2 separate regions of the Danio rerio genome follow, and region 2 is linked to region 1. A link is a contact called in public Micro-C data. All regions are on one chromosome and are shown on one strand. Each heading gives the region's core, a stretch centred on a gene start, on an enhancer-like site or on the middle of the called end of the contact. The rest is flanking DNA. Distances are from core to core; before and after follow the strand shown.

Region 1 (3,415 bases), core at 468-2,967:
TGGGTTTTAAACAGACATTTAGGCTACATGGAGCACATAAAATTGTTGCTGCTGTTTTAAACTAAACTAATTCACTTAATCTCATAGGTAGGCTATTGTATTTTTTAAAAAAGTAAATCTATACCTATTTATTTATTCGTATTCTGTAAGGAAAGGCTTCTATTCATGAAACTCACCTCAGTCACTCTCATTACTGTCATAACTCTCTATATATTTTAAAATCAATCTCAGTTAATAGATGTTTCGGGGTGCATTTACGATTAAAATCCAAAAATGCCAAATCTCTTTTGAACAGCTTATTAAAGGTTACGTTTTATTGTTTTATTTTCCACAAGGGCAAACAAAATGTCCAAACAAAAGATTGTCAGCAGAAAAAGCTAACAGATAAATAAGTACAAATGATGCGTGCAAAATTCTCCAGCAGGAGTCAACGTTAAAATGTTGCACTACTACATGCAAACCACTAGGTGTCAGATTACCCAGGATGGTACTTGTTACACTGTTACAGGATATTTTACCAAATCTTTGTCAAGACACTAGTGTTTAGCTTAAAGTGCAGTTTAAAGGTTCAATTATGTACATGTTATGGCAATTAGGCAAGTCATAGTATAATGGTGGTTTGTGCTGTGGACAATCATAACAATATTGCTAAAGGAGGCTAATAATATCGACAGTAAATGGTTTAAATTAAAACAGATTTTATTCTAGCTGAAATAGAATAAATAAGACTTTCTCCAGAGGAAAAAAATATTATAGGAAATACTGTGAAAAATTCATTGCTGTTAAACCTGTATATGACTTGAACAACAATACTATTTACAGAATGAGACCTACAAATATAACCTTAGGTAACTCTCAAAATGCATAATTGAAATGATCGGGGATTATTATATTCATTTGAAGAATTTACGTTTACTTTGTGATTGAATAATTCATGCATCAGAGGGTTAAACACAAGACAAAACAATGAAACATTTACTCTTGACAGAAAACAAAGAAATGCCTGTGTAATCTGTGTCTGTTGAGGTATTACTTAAAAGCATAGCTCAATCAAACCGTTTCACGCAAGAGAAGATACTTTGAAGAAAGCTGCAAACCTGTAACCATTGACTTCTATAGTGTTTGATTTTATAGAAGTCAATACTTACAGGTTTCTTCTCCTGCTTTCTTCAAAGTATCTTATTTTGTGTTCAACAGAATAAAATAAACTCATAATGTCTGAAACCGAACAAAGATGAGTAAATAATGAGTGACTGTTCGTTTTTGAGTGAACTATCCCATTAATAGCAAAATCAGTAATTTGGCTAGTATCATCCTTGATAAGATTTATTTTAATTTGTGATAAAATTAAAAATAGAGGACAGTTAAACGACACATCACAGACTTTCAATGTAAACATATGCTATCCATAAAATTCAGTGTTAAAATTATTTTATCATTAAAAATAAATCAGCTTCTTTAGTTTTTAGTCTCATAGTCGTTTTGTCCTTGTCTAAATATAAAATCACTGAAGTGCAAAACAAAATATCAATTTCAAAATCCAGCCAACCTTTAAAGGTAAATAAATACAAAAAATAAAGTTATCAGTTATTATACATGCGCTTTATAGTTTTGGGTCTTTTTATTGCTAATGAACTTTGAGTCTGGAAATAAGTTTTGAATTAAACTGAACAAACCATAAAACAATAAATAAACCATGTTCTTTTCATAGTAGGCCCATTTTTAATAAATCTATACTCTCATCAAGGCACCAGTTGTTTTTACTGAACTTAACTTAAACACTTTGATTATAATAAAAGTATAAATTACGGTTTAAATTACTAACAAAACGTAATGAAACAAAGTCAGCACTAACTTACCTCTAATACAAAGTGCTCAGCACATACAGTATCAGGACACCCCACACAAATCTCTCATTTAAATGAAAATTTATATAGAAAGCTTTATAATATTATATCTGTGCATGTACACTAGTTTAGTCTGCACTGAAGCTAAATCTGGAGCTAATCTAAGAAACAGGGTTTCTGCAGGTTTCACTAATTTTAGACACATAAAAAACAAAACGCATAGAAATGTGAAATCAAATGAGCCAGATATAAAATATTTTTATTATAATTAAATACATTTATTAATACAATAATAAATTAATAATATTTGTTTTATATTTTAGATATTTCTTAGCAAAATTATTTAAATATTGTAAGAAGCCAGGTCTACTTGTATCATACTTTTTTCCAACATAAACTTTCTTTAAAAAAAAAGAACAAAAAAAAAAAAAAAAAAAAGAACAAATGTTTTAAAAGCTTTATTGAGATGGATTGCTGCTGATTGTATGAGTTTTGGCCATACTGGGTAGGAATACATATTAAATATATTTTTAAAAATATTCGTTTTAAAATATTCTGCGTTGAAATAATAGTAATTTAACCAAATTAATAAATTTTATTTAATTAATAAAAACAAACTTTTTTCAGTAAGGGACAACAAATTATTGTTTTGTTGATTCAAAAAGTGTTGGCTGAAATCATAGTTAGCTATAAATCCACATTTAATACACAAAATGACCACGAGGTGGCAGGGTTTCTTATTTTGTGACTGTTTTGCAACAAACGAAAGCTAAAAAATGTTTAATTGTCAGGATTAACGAACGTTAGCCAGTTTGTACGAAAGCCATTCAGTTTAACGCTCTAGCACTTCAGCACCAGACTTCTCAAACTGTGGTACATGTACCTGGGCTTCCTTCTAGTGGTACGCGGATGAATCAAATATGTCATATGAACATGCTACATACATTTAAATAAATGATCCAAAATGATTTATATATGAATATGATGACACAAAGCCTATATTTATGAGGGCTAGGTGCTGATAAACATGGAGTTTTTTCTTTTTTACTTTTTAAGAACAGTAACCTACCATTTTTAACTTTTAAAAGCACATTTTAAATTAAATGTTCTTAATATTAGGAACTAACATGCCTCGTTTTTGAACTGTACAGAGCTTTAGCTGCTTTACTGGACCTAATACGCTACTGTATTTCTATACTATACTATACTATACTATATTTATATACTACTCATTATGGTGGTACTTGCAAAAACAACTTTTTTCTGAGGTGGTACTTGAAACACAATTGAGAACCACTGCTCTAAACAACATGTTTTACTTATTTAATTAGCTGTCACTTTGTCTGTTAATATATTGGATAGAATACTGCATTGAATTCCCTCAACATAATATGTTATTTTGAAATGGAAAAACTGCAACCTGCTCATAGACAAGACAATGATGTTAATGTCATGAAAAAGCTGAATGTTTTCAGTTATCCTGCTAAATTGGTTCACAAAATGTACTGAATGATTCATTTGTGAATTTGACACATTTGTGAACGAGTAAACACCCACATAGCAAAATA
Region 2 (3,415 bases), core at 333-2,832, 67 kb after region 1:
ATATCTCGACGACATTGTGCAACGCAGACACATTTCATATCCTAACATGTTTATTAGTAGTTCACACGGTTTTAAGAGGCCCCGGTAGGGTCTGAAAGAATGTAACGTTAGCTGTCAGTAATCTAAAGTCGTCAAGCTAGTGAGGCAGGCTAAAGCAAAGAAAATTCGCGGATGTTTATATGCCCCCTTCTGACCCCCTAAATGTGGAATGCGGAATGATGGATCATTGTATAAACTGCATTACGTTTATACTAGACTAAACAACAAATGATTGGTGCGTTTTACCGCACAATCATTCTGTATGCATGACACAATCAACTGCACGCACAGGGAAACAAGTACCGTTGCTGCGTCCCAATTCGCCTACTTCACTACTCGCCCAATTTGCCTAAAAGTGTGTAGTGTTTCGTGAAGAAAACGAGCATATTTTACGTTTGAGTGTGTTTAAGAGTACGCAAGCGGGGACATAAGTTACTACTGCGTCGTTTTACCACGAAGCTTATGTAGCTTAGTCCTGTCAATCTTCTTGTGACATCAACTACATTTATTTCATATTTAACTTGGTACCATGAGGAGACACAGCAGCAGGTTAATCTGTCATTCGCGGGTTTTTATGCTGCAAAATCTCCTCAGGTGTTTGTATGGATTAATAAATCACTGACCAAACACATCTTTAGAAGTTAACATTGCTATTGCAGATTATATATAACAAAAATACGTGAAATAAATAGTTTATATTAGGTTATATAACATTTAACGATCGTTGAAATATTTTTTTAACAAAGCCTCCCTACTCCGTCGTAGGTTTGGTTTCGCGCGTCCACCATTTTTGTAGTTTGTTTTTTATTCACGATTGTAGTTCTAATGTAAAAACGGTTTAGTTGAAACAATTAAAACAGTTTTTTTTACACAAAACATTTCTTATTCTGTTGAAATATGACCCTACTGTTTCAACGTTTCATGTTAGCCTAATAACAATTCAACGGAGAGTAATTTAATAACATTAACATTAATTAAAATAATGATTGTATCATATTTTAGATTAAAAAATATTTATCCTTTGTTCATTTTGAAACATTTTTTAACAATTCTGAACAATAGCAGGCTTTACAACTGTAGACAAAATTATCCCCAAACGCAGCTTCATAAAAGTTAACGTTGCAGATGAAATATAACGCAGAAAACAGGGAATTATAAGTTTCCATTATTTTATACTATAATCAAAGATGCCCTATAAATTACTGCATTGGTTAAATAAGTTAAATTGTTCTCTGATATCTTTGATTTGCCATATTTTAAAGCTATGGTCAAAGAAAACAGCGCCAGGAATTATTATCAATGCTGCATGAATAAGATGAGTTGAGTGATTTGACACGATTTAGCAGACTACACGTGTTTGTTGAAACACATGCATCAAATTTCACAATAAACACTATACATTAACAAAAGAAGTAACTAAACATACCTTATGCCTTTCCAGAGTTTAGATGAATAAATGTATAATCAGTAAATCTTGGATTTGGTGTCCTGAGGCCAGTTTAAACGTGCCTCGTGCTGTCTTTGCCTAGCAACAAACAGTAAACAAATTCGCGCTCGCGTTTTCAAAATAAAAGTTCCACATACACAGTGAAATAAACGCTTAAAAATAAGGGAGAAAAAGTCTCATTGTTGTCTCACTGACTAAAAAACGTTGCTTATCAGTGCTGCATGAAGCGTGCATATTAATGATCTCAGAGCTTAATGACATGGCTGCTCGCCAGGTCCGGATGAATGACCTAAAGTAGGCATACATGGAAGAGCAGAGTCTCATTACAGTATGTTTTGTCTTCTGTTTGGCATGTTGTCCATTTTGGTTTTACACTTGTGGAATTACATGAAAACAAGGATGTCTGAGGCTCACAGTAAACCCATTTCCATAAACTGATCCTTTATTATTCTACTGCTTTGGTTTACCTAGATTTTCATTATAGGCCAAATATAATGATCATTGAAATGTTTTTTTTTTCACCAAAGCCTCCCCACTCATTCGTCAATTTCCCCCATACACCCTAGTTTGTTTACACTTTTTACCCATGTTAGTAGTTCTATTCAAACTCTAATACAAATTACTGTAATAGTTGTATAAAACTCCTTTTGTTAAACAAAACATTTCTTATTCGGTTTAAATATGAACCTACTGTTTCAAAACGTCATGTTAGCCTGCTAACATCATGTTGTCTTCATCCAACTTAGAGTGAAAATGTTAATAAAAATGATCAATTTTAGATGAAATCTACTTAGCCTTTATTCATTTTAAAACCTTTTTTAAACAAATCTTAACAATATAGGCTATATAATTGTAGACAAGAATCATCCCCAAACACATCTTTATAAAAGTAAACATTGTTGTTGCAGATGAAATATAACTTAGAAAACAGGAAATTGTTAGTTACATTAGGTTATATAATAATTAACTATCATTAAAAATTTTTTTTACCAAAGCCTCCCCATTCATCCATTGGTTTCGTGCGTCTGCCATGTTTGCAGTTTGTTTACACCATTTACCCATGTTTGTAGTTCTAATCGACTTTACATTCTAATCAAATTAATGTAATAACTTTTTAGTTGAAGCAATTAAAACTAATTTTAAACAATATTCTGTTGAAATATGACCCTACTTTTTCAACAAGTCATGTTAGCCTACTTACAATCCAACGTAGAGTAAGAACATGAATAAAAATATAATTATCATATTTTAGATTAAAAATATTTAGCTTTTGTTTATTTCGAAACATTTTTTAACAATTCTGAACAATAGTAAACTGTACAACTGTAGACAAATTGATTAACCAATCTGTGAAATTAGTTATTTTTTCCAAATACTTTTTGACAAGTGCTGTTTTACATTTTTTTCCGAAACCTCTTTAACGCATGGGGGATAATAATATTGACCATAACTGTTTTTAATATACTTTTTTGCAGTATATTTTTCAGTCAAACTAAAAGAAGTAAGGCTTTCTCCAGGAAAAAGCAATATGCGAAAAGATTCTCTCTTAAAATCACATGGGAAATATTTGAAAACCAAAGAAAATTGCACAGGTGGTCTAATAATTTTGTCTTTGCTACATATTAAATGCACATCTTAGATATTACCTTTTGCATTTAAAATCTATTTACAATTTTATATACAGCTGAATATATTTTCTGACACGTCATGATTTAGCCAAGTACGATGCAATCCTGGAATAACATGTTGATCCTGGAAACATCATTGTTTGTTCGAAAATGTAATCCATATCTAATCCCTACCCGTAAACCAAACCATAACTGGAAATTATTCCCAACATCAGAGGGGAATAATAGTTGGATAACAATCATGTAGAAGTGCACAAGTTTAACCGTAAGCCTAAACTTAACTATAAACATATCCCATAAT

The links. A called contact is a pair of places that touch in the nucleus more often than the background predicts.
Region 2: a contact with region 1 is called in a Micro-C map of caudal fin, with 11 times the contacts expected there. The contact joins the promoter of cyp27a2 here to the promoter of pimr71 in region 1. A contact is called at or near these places in 2 of 18 Hi-C or Micro-C datasets (caudal fin and an unstated tissue) and 1 of 4 datasets of contacts at active chromatin or transcription factors (caudal fin).

What each region holds. Positions count from the first base shown.
Region 1 is chr6:10,388,477-10,391,891 of GRCz12tu, forward strand. It overlaps pimr71 (Pim proto-oncogene, serine/threonine kinase, related 71), which reads right to left and starts at 1,718. Exons shown (of 7, transcript XM_021474061.3): 1 at 1-1,718.
Region 2 is chr6:10,456,060-10,459,474 of GRCz12tu, forward strand. It overlaps cyp27a2 (cytochrome P450 family 27 subfamily A member 2), which reads right to left and starts at 1,583. Exons shown (of 12, transcript XR_012407640.1): 1 at 1,466-1,583.